Linked DNA regions of Mus musculus: regions 1 and 3 are each linked to region 2. A link is a contact called in public promoter capture Hi-C data. All regions are on one chromosome and are shown on one strand. Each heading gives the region's core, a stretch centred on a gene start, on an enhancer-like site or on the middle of the called end of the contact. The rest is flanking DNA. Distances are from core to core; before and after follow the strand shown. Region 1 overlaps 1600020E01Rik (RIKEN cDNA 1600020E01 gene). Region 2 holds the start of Gmcl1 (germ cell-less, spermatogenesis associated 1). Region 3 holds the start of A430078I02Rik (RIKEN cDNA A430078I02 gene).

Evidence for each region. Promoter capture Hi-C pulls out the DNA fragments that hold promoters and counts their contacts. Capture Hi-C pulls out chosen DNA fragments and counts their contacts.
Region 1: a contact with region 2 is called in a promoter capture Hi-C map of hematopoietic stem and progenitor cells, with 3 times the contacts expected there. The contact joins the enhancer-like site here to the promoter of Gmcl1 in region 2. A contact is called at or near these places in 15 of 39 promoter capture datasets (the 3T3-L1 cell line, the C10 cell line, the HPC-7 cell line and 9 more), 1 of 484 Hi-C or Micro-C datasets (Th1 cells), 4 of 115 datasets of contacts at active chromatin or transcription factors (embryonic stem cells, intestinal villus epithelium, large pre-B cells and 1 more) and 3 of 9 other capture datasets (adipose tissue, liver and pancreatic islet).
Region 3: a promoter capture Hi-C map of liver shows a contact between it and region 2, with 2.7 times the contacts expected there. The contact joins the promoter of A430078I02Rik here to the promoter of Gmcl1 in region 2. A contact is called at or near these places in 12 of 39 promoter capture datasets (the 3T3-L1 cell line, 3T3-L1-derived adipocytes, cranial neural crest and 8 more), 5 of 484 Hi-C or Micro-C datasets (Sertoli cells, embryonic stem cells and palatal mesenchyme), 3 of 115 datasets of contacts at active chromatin or transcription factors (extraembryonic endoderm stem cells, memory CD8 T cells and pro-B cells) and 4 of 9 other capture datasets (adipose tissue, embryonic stem cells, liver and 1 more).

What each region holds. Positions count from the first base shown.
Region 1 is chr6:86,546,615-86,550,956 of GRCm38.p6, forward strand. The region is part of intron 3 of 1600020E01Rik (RIKEN cDNA 1600020E01 gene); the gene reads left to right. Among named protein-coding and RNA genes, the nearest start is that of Gm38676, 20 kb to the left of the region's middle. Within about 2 kb of position 1,542, at least 143 of the 459 cell types and tissues checked have an H3K27ac peak or open chromatin away from gene starts, as enhancers often do. A contact at or near this core is called in Th1 cells, adipose tissue, embryonic stem cells and 6 more, where this site is marked.
Region 2 is chr6:86,730,906-86,734,830 of GRCm38.p6, forward strand. Gmcl1 (germ cell-less, spermatogenesis associated 1) reads right to left here and starts at 2,473. Exons shown (of 14, transcript NM_011818.3): 1 at 2,006-2,473. The coding sequence starts at 2,259.
Region 3 is chr6:86,478,807-86,483,079 of GRCm38.p6, forward strand. A430078I02Rik (RIKEN cDNA A430078I02 gene) reads right to left here and starts at 2,024. Exons shown (of 3, transcript NR_131126.1): 1 at 1,860-2,024.

The DNA.
Region 1 (4,342 bases), core at 292-2,791, 190 kb before region 2:
TAAAGGCGTGCGCCACCACGCCCGGCTAAAACCGTTTTTTTTTTTTTTTAATTGACTGAAAAGTATTCTGTAGTATAGTTTACATTTTCTTCCTTGTTCCCCCTCTGACTGTTCCACTTTCTTTCCTTTTCTCCTTTTAAAAACAATGTTGTTTCTTTCTCTTTGAGCTGGGGATAGGACCCAGGTCCTCATGGATGCTAGGTAAGCATTCCACCAGAGAGCCCTGGCTTGCAGTATGCAGTTGCTGTCAGTGCTGTAGTGAACATGGGCTATTGATGTCTTTTTCTTTGTGTGTGTCTATCTTTTGGTCTGCACAGAGTCTTCCTTATGTAATCTGACCTCAGAGCTTACATCTTTCTGCTTTAGCCTGCTAAGTATTGGGATTATCTGCATATCTCACCATACTTGGGCCCTGTGTGAGTAGTGTCTTCACCGCGTTCAGTATTCTTTACTATTGATCACAGTCTATAGAGTAGCTTTCTGGCGTCTGGGTTCCTAGTGATGCAGCATGTGCCAGTGGCCTAAACTGGCCCTTCCTCAGTCCTTTGTAAGCAGCAGCCTATTATGGCTAGGAGCTTGTGAATTTTATTTATGCCTTGAATTTTTTCATAGAGTGGTAAGGTATGCCTTAAAAAAAAACAGATTTATTTTATGTATGTAAATACACTGTCCCTGTCTTTCAACACACCAGAAGAGGGCATCAGATTCCATTACAGATGATTGTGAGCTGGGAATTGAACTCAGGACCTCTGGGGGAACAGTCAGTGCTCTTAACCACTGAGCCATCTCTTCAGCCCTGAGGTGTGCTTTTTTAAAAAGTAGCCTTGAATTAAGAACTTAAAACTTTTCTTGGTACAGATGTTTCCCAGTCTTCTTATGTTACGGGTGAGGAAACTGAAACTGAACCCAGAAAAGTGCAGTGACATGTCTTGAGTCACAGCTAGCCACAGTGGAACCTCAGGCATATAACCCAACTCCTGCTGAGCTGTCCTCTGGTATTGTCACTTCACAGCAAATGGTCACTAGGAATAAACTGAAAAGTTTTTACTGAGACAGGAATTTTGCCACCCATTAATGGGGAATCAGGAAGAGGTAGTAATAACTCTTTATACTCAAAATGTGGCCCATTTGAAGGATTCTGGATCCCTTTGCCCTGATGTCCCAGTTATTGGATCCTCCCTGTAATTCTCAAACTCAATAAATCCAGAAAGTTGCTTCAGCTTTGGAGAAAAGAGTTATTGAGTAGACTGGAGTGGGATAAGTGTGTTTATGCCCTGCTGTAAATAGTTGACAACCTAATCAGCTGCCAGAGCTTGGAGACAGACACTGTAAACCGTGTCTTATCAGTGGTCTAGTTTCTGTTTGCGTTCCAGCTGGGGACTCTTCTGATGGGAACCACCTGTTCCTGGTCTTTGCGCGCTTTGGATTTCCCCAGTCCTTCAGTCCTTTCAGTTTTGAAATGAAACCTGCTCTCCTGGCTAAGGTCAGGTCCAAGAGGACTTTGACAGTTCACACCGACTTGTTTTTTCTTAGAGCCAGCTGGTAAGTGAGCCTGTGGTTTGAGAAGTGGTAGTGAATCAGCTGTTGGGTAAGGACTGAGCAGTGTCATTGCTTTGGGTAACCAGGAAAACAACCAAGTATGTTTGCTCAGGAAGCTGAAAGTTAAGAGTGCAGTCGCCAGAGGGCTGCACAACCGCAGCCTTGCTTTCCAGAGGAGGACGTCTCCCACCCCCAACACCCTACCCCAGGTTTAGCTACTGTAGCCAGCCCAGACTCGCCTTGAATTCCTGATTTTCCTGCCTCAGCCTTTAGTATTAGGATTACAGGTGTATACCATCATGCTTTATTACAAAAAAGGTGTTTGGGGTTTTTTGTCTTTCTTTCTTTCTTTCTTTCTTTCTTTCTTTCTTTCTTTCTTTCTTTCTCTCTTTCTTTCTTTCTTCCCTTCCTTCGTTCCTTCGTTCGTTCGTTCCTTCCTTCCTTCCTTCCTTCCTTCCTTCCTTCCTTCCTTTCTTCCTTCCTTTCCTTCCTTCCTTTCTTTCCTTCCTTCCTTTCTTTCCTTTCTTTCCTCTGTAGCTGTCTTCAGACACACCAGAAGAGGGCATCTGATTTCATTACAGATGGTTGTGAGCCACCATGTGGTTGCTGGGAATTGAACTCAGAAACTCTGGAAAAGCAGTCAATGTTCTTAACCACTGAGCTATCTCTCCAGCTTCTTGTTTTTTTTTATTGTTTTTGAGACAGGGTTTCTCTGCAGACCAGGCTAGCCTCCAATTCACAGAGATCCACCTCCCTCCTGAGTGCTGGGATTAAAGGCATGTGCCACCATCACCTGGCTACTGCAAAAGGTTTTATCTCAGCTTCTTGTCTCCCCATAATACCTCCTCACCTCCTTTCTGTCTGAGTCTCTGGCCTCTCTCTGCTGCTTTGCTGTCCTTGCCCTTCACCATAAACGTCTCACCAGGACATAACTCTTCATTTAACTCTGTCTAGTGAGACTGGCTCACCCCATGACCTCACTAGGTTGCCCCAGGCTCATTTCTTAGCAGCATAGAACCATCCTCCCTTTAGGATTTCTGCTGGAACAATGGCAGCTGCTTTTGTTCTGCATGCTGGCATGTCTTCCTTTGTCTTCCACATTCAGTGGTCCCAGTTAAAGATCCAAGACAAGCCTGGGCACAGAGGTTCAGGAGAAAGTATGGCATTGGGAGGCTATGTTAATATGTTCAGATGTGGGCAGGTGCAAAGCCATATTTAACCATGAAGGCCATGTTGGGTGAGAGGGTAGCCTTGTTCCCTGGCTCATTCTCTTTGGGGACAGAGTGTAGCTCAGTGGTGAAGCACTTGATCCCTAGCACCACAAACACCAGGATGATTGGTAGTTAGTAATTTATATGGAATGTAGCAATTTCTGACTCCTTCTCTTATTCCTGTTCCCTGGAGAGAATGTGTCCTTGGAATGTGTAAACCCAGAAAACACTTAAAAGTTATTTTATGTCTTTAAAGTTTATCTCCACAAATGACATGTTATATACCATTCTGATACTTTGTCTCAAGAATGGGCCTTTAGCCACTATTGTGGAGTACATTTTTTTTAAAGATTTATTTATTTACTTAACATGAGTACACTGTGGCTGTCTTCAGACACACCAGAAGAGGGCATCAGATCTCAGTACAGATGGCTGTGAGCCACCATGTGGTTGCTGGGAATTGAACTCAGGACCCCTGGAAGAGAATTCAGGTGCTCTTAACCACTGAGCCATCTCTCCAGCCCTGTGGAGTACATTTTTTTGTCCAAGCACTCAGGAAGGTAGAGACAGGGAGATCTGTAAGTTCAAGGCCTGTCTGATCTATATCGTAGCAAGCTTCAGGTTAGACTCTGTCTCAAAAACAAAACGAAATAAAACAACAAAAATTGGGCCTTGGCAGTATCCCATGTTAGTAAATAGTCATTTCATTCTTTGTGGCCACTGTGTAGCATTTCATAAAATGGATAGTGCTGTGTTTTATTTAGCTACTTTCCTATTGAGAGACAAGAAAGTGTTTCTCTGTTCTAGATGATGCTCACTGTGATTTAAATGTTGGCTTTCTCTTCTGAGTTTATTGATCTCAGCCTTCAGCCAGCTTCAGTTACCACCTACACGTGGGTGATTTACAGTCTCCAGTTGTTCACAGGGAGAACTTAATGGTGGTTATTGTGTCTCTCTGTCTCTCTCTGTTTCTCTTTCTGTCTCTGTCTCTGTCTCTGTCTCTCTCTCTCTGTTTTCAGTGCTGGGGATTGAATTTAGGTGCTCACACATGCTAGGCAAGTGCTCTATCGCTGAACTGCATCACCAGCCCAGGTATCTTGCATTCATAGTAAGCACAGTGCGCTCCTTCTCTGGTACCCCATCCTCTGATATGGAAGCCCAGCAGCAACTAGACATGCTGTCTTCCCCTTCCTGGTCTGATCACTAGGCACGCACTGGAACTGACCTTCAGTAGTCTAGACATTTGCCTTCTTTGTTGCCCCTGCCTTATGCCTTGGTTTTCTAATTCCTTAGGTTAAATGCTGTTTAAAATGCTTATAGTGGTCAGGGAGCACTGAGTGATGTGTGCTGGTGCAGTCACCTCTAGTTGGCTCCGTCTGTGCATCCAGTCTTCTTTTGTTTTCAGACAGGGTCTCACTGTGCAGTCCTGGCTGGCCCTGGACTTCCTAAGTAGATTAGGCCACAGAGATTTGCTTGTCTCTACTTTCCACATGCTGGGATTAGAGAGTTGTGTGCTATTGTGTTGTCTGGATTTTTCTTTGTTACTTTTTAGAAAAAAGGTTGTCCTGTCCATTCTGTCCCTTTTGCTGTAC
Region 2 (3,925 bases), core at 1,223-3,722:
TTGGCTAGACTAGCCAATCAGTTTAATAAAGAGACTCATAAAAAGGTAAGGTGGAGGGGAATATAGAAAGATCCACTGTTGATCTCTGGCCTCCACATGCAAGCACAACTGTGCATGAGTGCATATGCAAAGAGTGAAAAGATGGTACTGGTGTGGAAAAGATCCAGCTTGGTAGTAAAGTGCTTCCGGAGAATGGATAAGGCCCTGGGATATGGGCTGGGAAATCTTAGGGGTGGTTGGGTGATGGGATACAGGATGTAGGTTGGAAAGGATTAAAAAGGTGCATCAGACAATTACCAAAAGTAAGTGGGAGTGGCTAAGTCACTAAGGCTGAAGAAGGATGCATGTCTTATGACATAAGAGCCTGTTCATCAAAGAGTTCTAATACCAAATGCACAAAGACAGGCACTCTGGGGCCTGAGAGGTGTCTCGGTGGTAAAGAGCACACACTGCTCTTCCAAAGGACCCAAGTACAATTCCCAACACCCACATTAGGGAGCTCAACACCTCTGTAACTCCAGTTCCAGGACTTTGCAGGAATGTGCACAAATCCACATACTCATAAATAAAAACAAATCTTAAAACCGGGGGGGGGGGGGGGGGGGGCACTGCACTTGTGCTCACTCTCAGATTGTGAGAGTCTCAACACTCCCAGCCCTTCCTTCCTCTCTCTTCTCTCCAGGGTGTCTGGATACAGCCCAGAATGGCCTTTAAGTCACTTTGTGGCTCAGACTGACCTCCAACTTGATGCTCTTGTCTCAGCCACCAGAGGCTTACTGCAGGATTGTAATACCTTGCAAAATCTGCGTAACTCTTTGAGGTGGCAATAATAGTTCTACTTTACATATGAAAATGAGTATATTAAGTGCAGAATACAGATAGGAATTCAGAATTGGAACTCATTAGAACATCCATCTTGTGAATATATTCACCCCCTAATGAAAAGTTATATTAACCTAGTTTTTAACCTAAGATATTTACATATCTTACCGCTACCACTGAGCTCCAACTCTACCACCTACACTTTTTTTTTTTTTTTTTTTTTTTTTTTTTTTTTTGGTTTTCCTAGACAGGGTTTCTCTGTGTAGCCCTGACTGTCCTGGAACTCACTCTGTAGACCAGACTGGCCTCAAACTCTGAAATCCGCCTGCCTCTGCCTCCGGAGTGCTGGGATTAAAGGCATGCGCCACCACGCCCGGCTCACCTACACTTTTTTTGTCAACAAAAATGCAATGTCCATAAGCAGATCCTTTTTAAAAATTTCATTAAAAAATTACATCTGTGTGAGTCTAACAGTGACCTTAAAAAGAGAAAAAAAAAATCCTTACTGCACAGTATATTCTGGTATACGCCACATCTATTTCACAAGCAATGATTTTTTTTTTTCAACTCTTCCCTCAAAAAAATCTTATGCAACCTACACAGAGTGCAGCCCACCTCAACAAGCAGACTTTGTTCTTAACTGGGCGAATCTCCATCACTGGTCCCTCTAGTGACAACACAGAGAGATGTCCATCTCAGGGACTACTATGCTCCTCTCTTTACTGATTTATGGCTAGTGATGCACAGTAAAATTTCCCGTGGCTATCCTATTCAAAAAGCAAACGCCTGCTACGGAAGGGACGCGGAAGCTCTGGCTAGTCCTTTTAGGCTCAGGTTGAGGCTCTGACACTCAGGAAGCTTCTGTTTAATGTGCAGAACCCTAAGCTTTCTAGCTCCCGCACTGATCCCAGGTCCACCCAACACGCGCGAGCTCCCGTATTAACCCAGGTCTATCTGCAAACTCCCAGACCCTACACTGACCCAGGTCTGTCTGCTAATGCCCAGCTCCCGCACTGACCCCAGGTCTGCCCGGCACGCGCCCGCTCCCGCACTGACCTAGGTCTGTCTGCAAACGCCCAGCTCCCATCTGCTCCGCGGGCACTCACCTCCCGCACCGACCCTCCCGCGCTCTCCTGTCAAGGACACCGGGGTCAGGCCCCCCAAGGTGCGGGGCGTTCCGTACCTGCGCGGCGTGTTCAGCAGCCTCTGCTGCTCGTCGCCCTCGTCCTCGTCGTCGTCTGTCTCGGAGTCGGGGTGACAGTAGCAGAATGTGCCGCTGCTGCGCTTGCGCTTGCGGCCGCCCGGACAGTAACAGAAGCTGTGGCCCGCATCTTCGCCGGCGTCCGACCTGCGGGCCGCGCCCCCAGCCCCGGGCGTGGGTTCGGGCTGCTCTGTGCGCCCTGCGGGCCGCAGCACCCGGCTGCTGAGAGCGCCCATGGCTCCGGCGCCTAGGGAGCACCGAGGGGCCGCCCCGCCATGCCCGTATCTCCACCGCCTACTCCGCTGCCGCCTCGCGCGCAGCCCCAACCGTCGCCGCGAACGCAGTCACCTCCATCCTCAGCCCCGCCCGTAGCGCCTCAGCGGACCGGCTTCGCTAGACCTCGCCCCCTCCTTCTCCCAACAAAGCGCGCGCCGCAGGGCGCAGGCGCAAGGCGAGCCTCCGGAAAAGGCGGGGCGGGAGGACGGAGCCTGCGCTGCAGGTTGCGCATGCGCAGGCTGCTGGCCCGTCCCTGCGGCGCTCAGCCCCGGTGCGTGTCTGACTTCCGCGGTTCCGGCTTCAACGGAGGGGCGTGGGCACTGTGTGCTTATGCCTAACAGATCTCGGGATCTCTGTCGCTGGTTCTTCCCGTAAGCTTCCTCGATTCCGGGGTCTCATCCAGCCCTGTACGGTTAATAAGAGGACGGACTTGCCAACATGGCCTTTGCTTCCAGGGCTCTAGGACCCGACTGGCCCGGTTAGATAGATGACCGTCACCCAGCTGTGTTGACCGGGTTCAGTCTGGAGCCTCAGCTAGCCTCCAGGTCTTGCCTTCCTTCTGCTGCCTTGTTTTGATTTAATTATTATTTTATTGTGTCAGTGTCTCGTACTACATACTTCGACTCACTGTATAGGATGCTCTTGAACTCTTGATCTCCTGTTTCTACCCCCTGAAAGCTGGGATTACAGCCATGTATGTGTCACATCACCTTCGTGGACCTGAAATGCTGAGTATCAGATGCAGGGCTTCTTGAATGCTAAGCAAACATTCTACCAACTAAGCTACATCCCTGGCCCTCGATTTTTTTTTTTTTTTAAATTTTCTTCAAGGAAAAGTGTCACTCTGAAGCCCAAGGCTTCCCTGGAACTCTCAGAAGTCCGCCTATCTCAGCCTCTAAGTGCTAGGAGTTGAGGCACTGAGCTACCATACCTGCCTTTTATACCTTTCAAAGTAAAATGTTTATAATAGAATGTTTCAAACAGAGCAATACAAGTACCTGTGGACCTACTACTGGCTTGGAATTCTATCACACTTACTTTGATTCACTCCCCTTTAGCTTTATTGATATATAGTGGGGAATGAGAAACCCCTTGTGTACTAATTCTCAGTTTCCAGCCTCTCCCTCTCTGTGCCATTTCTATGCATGTCTTTACACGTATAACCACTCTTCTGCTGCACATTCAGACATGTAATTTAAATGGAATTGGACCATCCCAAACCTATGATTTCTCCTCTCCTAAAACTATACTTTGAATGGAATCTCTAGTTATTGTCACTGCTCATTGTTAGACACATCATTTGCCTACTCCCTTGCCAAGGGGTTTCAGTTATTTCTACGTAGATGCTCTTTCAGGAACACCACTCGCAAAAGCTTCATCAGGCAGATCCCAGAAACGGGCTCTTGGGAAATTTTCAACTTTACGAGTTCTTGCCAGTTTTTCGCCCCCCCCCCCCCGGAACTGACTGCATCAATTCACCATTTGCACTCCGTTATAGCAGTATATGTCCTTTGTGAGCCACTGAGGAATTTCTCATGTTTGAGAAATTCTGAGGGTGTGTAGCTGAGGCTGGTTGAAGGAGAAGTGGGAGGAAGAGAACTACGGTGGCTGCAGGGGACACGCAGG
Region 3 (4,273 bases), core at 774-3,273, 250 kb before region 2:
GTGCTCCCTTACTCTCAGCACTCAGGAGGTGGAGCCAGGCAGACCTCTGGGAGTTTGAGGCCAGTCTGGTGTACATATTGAGTTCTCTAACAGCCAGAGCTACATAATGAGAACCCTGTCTACACACATGCAGACAGAGAGTGTGTGTGTGAGAGCCTCAGCTCAGCCACCTTTGCACTTCCTACAGTGCTCCAAGGCTAGGTATGTTTTCGTTTGCTGGGGTTGTGATTTGTGACTGGGTAAATGAGTAGGTGAGCCCTGTCTGCTGCTGCACTCCACTGACAAGCCCGAAGTTGATCAGGCTTGGTCCCAACACCTCCAGGCTCACTGCTTATCTTGCATAGTGAATAACCCAGCACTACGTTTTGCCAGGTGGGAGACATGCAGGCCCCTCATAGTCCTGCCTCATCTTCCCCAGTGCTGGAATTACTAGCATTGGACACCATACCAAAGGGCTAGAAGGGTTAGGGATGGAGTTGAGGGTTAATACGTTAATACCTGCTGTTGAATGGTATTTTGCAAACTTGACAAGAGTCTCTGTGTCTCAAGGCCACCTTCTGGCATCTTCCAATCTTTCAGTGTCACAAGCCAGGATGTCCTGTCAGGAAACCTGAGTAACACCAGCCTCTCTCTCTGTGGGTGAGCTTTGTGGGGGTGAGCGGGGGTCACTTCCTTGGAAGCTCCTTGCTGCTTCTGACAGGCTTTGCTGAGCCCTGCAAGTGTGCTGGAGAGTGACCAGCCTCCAGGGCCTTCTGCTCTTTGTCCTCAGCAATCTAAAGGCACTCAAGGGAAGGAAGGTGCATCCTCTCTGGGGAGGAATGGATTGTTCTAATGTCTGCGATCTGGCCACACTTGGCATCTGTGAAAGCAACTTGCTTTCAGAGCACATGGAGCGCACCTGGCAGAGGTCTCAGATCACATGCATGAGCTGAGGAATTGTAGCTAAAGAAAGCTAAAAGCTGGATGCTATGGCTGTCAGGGTCAGATTAATGAGTTATTGAGGTTGTGTGAATTAGTTTATACTTCAGCTATCTGTGATCTTTGCAATATAAAAGCTAATTCCCCAAAAACACTTAAGAAAGAGCAATAAAGAGAGGCAGAGGCAGGCAAATTTCTGTGAGTTCTAGGCCAGCCCTGTCCACATAGTGCCAGGAGGAATTACATAGTGACATCCTGTCTTAGAAAGAAATGGGGGTTGGGAGGAAAGCAATGATCATAAATTGTATGTTGTCACACACAGTGTGGTGACCTTAAAATGGCTAATACCATGAAAATATCTACAACTTGGTGATGTGATTGGTTTACTGAAAATGTATTTTTTTTTAAGCAAAGTATTCCAGACAATGATAGCCAATTGACAACCCCCTAACAACCCTCACAGATGTCAGGGCAGGAATTTGGTCTCATGTTTCTGCCCCCAACTCCTGGCCTCAGACAGCTGCAGATACATATTCCATGTAGCTCCAGTCTCTGAAATACCAAATGGAAATTTACTGGGGCTCTCAACTAAGCCAGACTCTCACACAAACTGTACTGCCCCATGGGACTCTCCACAGGGCCAGATATTTTATGAGAACGGGCATTCCCAGTTGATTGGGTCAACAAAACGAAACCAAGGAACTGTGTCTTAAAACTAATGTATCCTGTTTAATTGTACACAAGGGACACTCCACTCCAAAGCAAGAGCCAGGCAAATCTCAGGTTTGTAGACTCGGTGAGAATATTGGAGGCTTTTGTGGAGCTTTGTTTTCTTTAGAGAGGGATGACCAGCTGGCAGGGGGCTGGACGCTGCCTTGCAGGAGGAGGGCACCAGCAGAGGAGACAGGAAAACACAGTCAGCAAAACTGCGGAGAGCTTACCAGGGCTCTTGGAGAAGGCACAGAAAGGAGAATCAAGGGCAAGCAGCGGGTTGTTAGACTGTCGACCTCAGAAAGGCAGCCCAGCTCTGGAGTTTCCAAGTCAGGGAAGAAAAGCAGCTGCTCGTGGACCTTCAGGTGTGGGCTGTCCTGAAATGGCCATGCGAAGAGCAGCAAGAGTCTAGAGGCCACTGCTGGCTGCACAGAAGGGGCCGTGGAGCGCTCTCAAAGATGTGTGACTAGGCAAAGCAAGAGCTTGCACTAGCTTTGCTTTTAAACATTTGTATATATTTCCATCTTTGAATCAGTAATTTGTTTACACGACTCAAAATTTAAAAACAACAGCAAACAAATTAGTATATACCTCCCATTGCCCATCCTTTATCTGGGAATGGTTATACAGGGAAAAGTCCCATGTGCATGTTATGCAACTACAGATAGCAAACGTACTGTGTTTCAAAAATAACTCTGAGAAAGATTTTTGTGTATTATTGTTGTTTGTTAAGTCAGGGTCTCAGTAGGTATCTCTAGCCAGCCTGGAGCTCAATCTGCCTGCTTCTGAATGTTGTAATTAAAACAATTGTGTCCAGCAAAGCATGGTGTTGTTAGTGGTGGTTTTTGAGATAGGGTCTCATTATGTAACTCTGGCTGTCCAAGAATTCACTGTGTAATACAGGCTAACCTGGAACTTACTCGCCGAGACTTGCCTGCCTTTTCTCTGCCTCCCTAGTACTGGAATGAAAGGTAGCTGTTAGAGATCATGCCTGCCCAGGGATTTGGTGTTTGTTTGTTTGTTTGTTTGTTTGTTTGTTTGTTTTTAGAAAATCCTTTGCAGCCCAGGCTAACCTTGCATTTGACCTTTTGTAGCCCAGGTTAACCTTGAACTTGACAGGTAGCTGGGGGGTGACCTTGAACTTCCAAGCCTTCTTCCTTTATCACCTAGGTGTTAGAATAGGTTTGGGCCACTCCTGGTTTAAGTGTTGATAGGATAGAATTCCAGTTTTTCTATCAGCCAAGCAATATTCTCTGCTTAGAAGAAAGGAGTCTAATGCCTTAACAGAAAAGGCTGCTTGGGAGATAGATATGCTAGCCCTGATCTGAACCCCACTCTGTGGGGAGGTACCGGGCTCTCAGCAGAACCTGAGTTTATTGACTTGGCCAACAAACTGCAGGATTGGCTTGTCTTTTCCTCACCAGCAATGGCCTACAGGTTACAGACACACAGCACCCTGCACCCCGCAGTGTTAACATGGTCCCTAGGGTCACAGCTGGGGGCCTCATGCCCTGGAGTAGGCACTTGACCAACAGCCATCTCTGACTTTTTAAAAAAAAGATCTCCTCCTATATATAGCCTTGACTGACCTGAAACTGACTTTGGAGACCAGTTAGACTTTGAACTATTGACTGCCTTCCTCTGTCTCATAACTGATGAGATTGTAGGTATGCACCTCCAAGCCGTATGTGTACGTGTGTGTACGTGTGTGTACGTGTGTGTGTGTGTGTGTGTGTGTGTGTGTGTGTGTGTGTGTGTGTGTGTTAGAAGCTTACTATCCCTTGTTTCTCTGGATTTATAGGGAGGAGTCCTCTAGCCCAGACTCCTAAGTACTAGGGTAATATTCTTGAACCATATGCCTAATTAATATGCACAACTTAACATTTTTTTTTTAGATTTATTTATTTATTATATGTAAGTACACTGTAGCTGTCTTCAGACACTCCAGAAGAGGGAGTCAGATCTCGTTATGGATGGTTGTGAGCCACTATGTGGTTGCTGGGATTTGAACTCCGGACCTTTGGAAGAGCAGTCGGGTGCTCTTAGCCACTGAGCCATCTCACCAGCCCAACTTAACATTTTCTATTTTATTCATTATTTTGTGAGTTTGGGGGTGGGATAGTGTATGTGAACAAGTGAGCTCCAGCCATGGCATGTGTGCCGATATCAGAGGACAACTCTCAGGAGTTGGTTCTCTCCGCCGGTGGGATCTCCTGGATCAGAGCCAAGCTGTCAGGCTTACACGGCAAGCACATCTACCTGCCGAGCATCTCCCTGGGCCCAATAGCTACACCTTTTATGTCTCAGTTAAAAGTAACAGTCATGCAATGGTGGCCCACACCTTCAATCCCAGCAGAGGGAGGCAGAAGAAATATCTCAATGGGTTTGAGTTCAACATGTCAAGTTCCAGAATGTTCTTAGCTATGTAGTGAGACACTGTCTCAAAAAGCACAAAGGAAAAAAAAAATGCATCAAGTTAATTTTGATGCCCATTGCATGATTTGGGGTGGATGATATATTTTTTTTTTCATAAATGTCATTAGTAGCCTGCCTAATGTCCCTTACAGAATAAGATCTTTATTGACCCTGCCTTGAGTGGTGGTACATGCCTTAAGTTCCAGCACTTGGAAGGTAGAGGGACGTG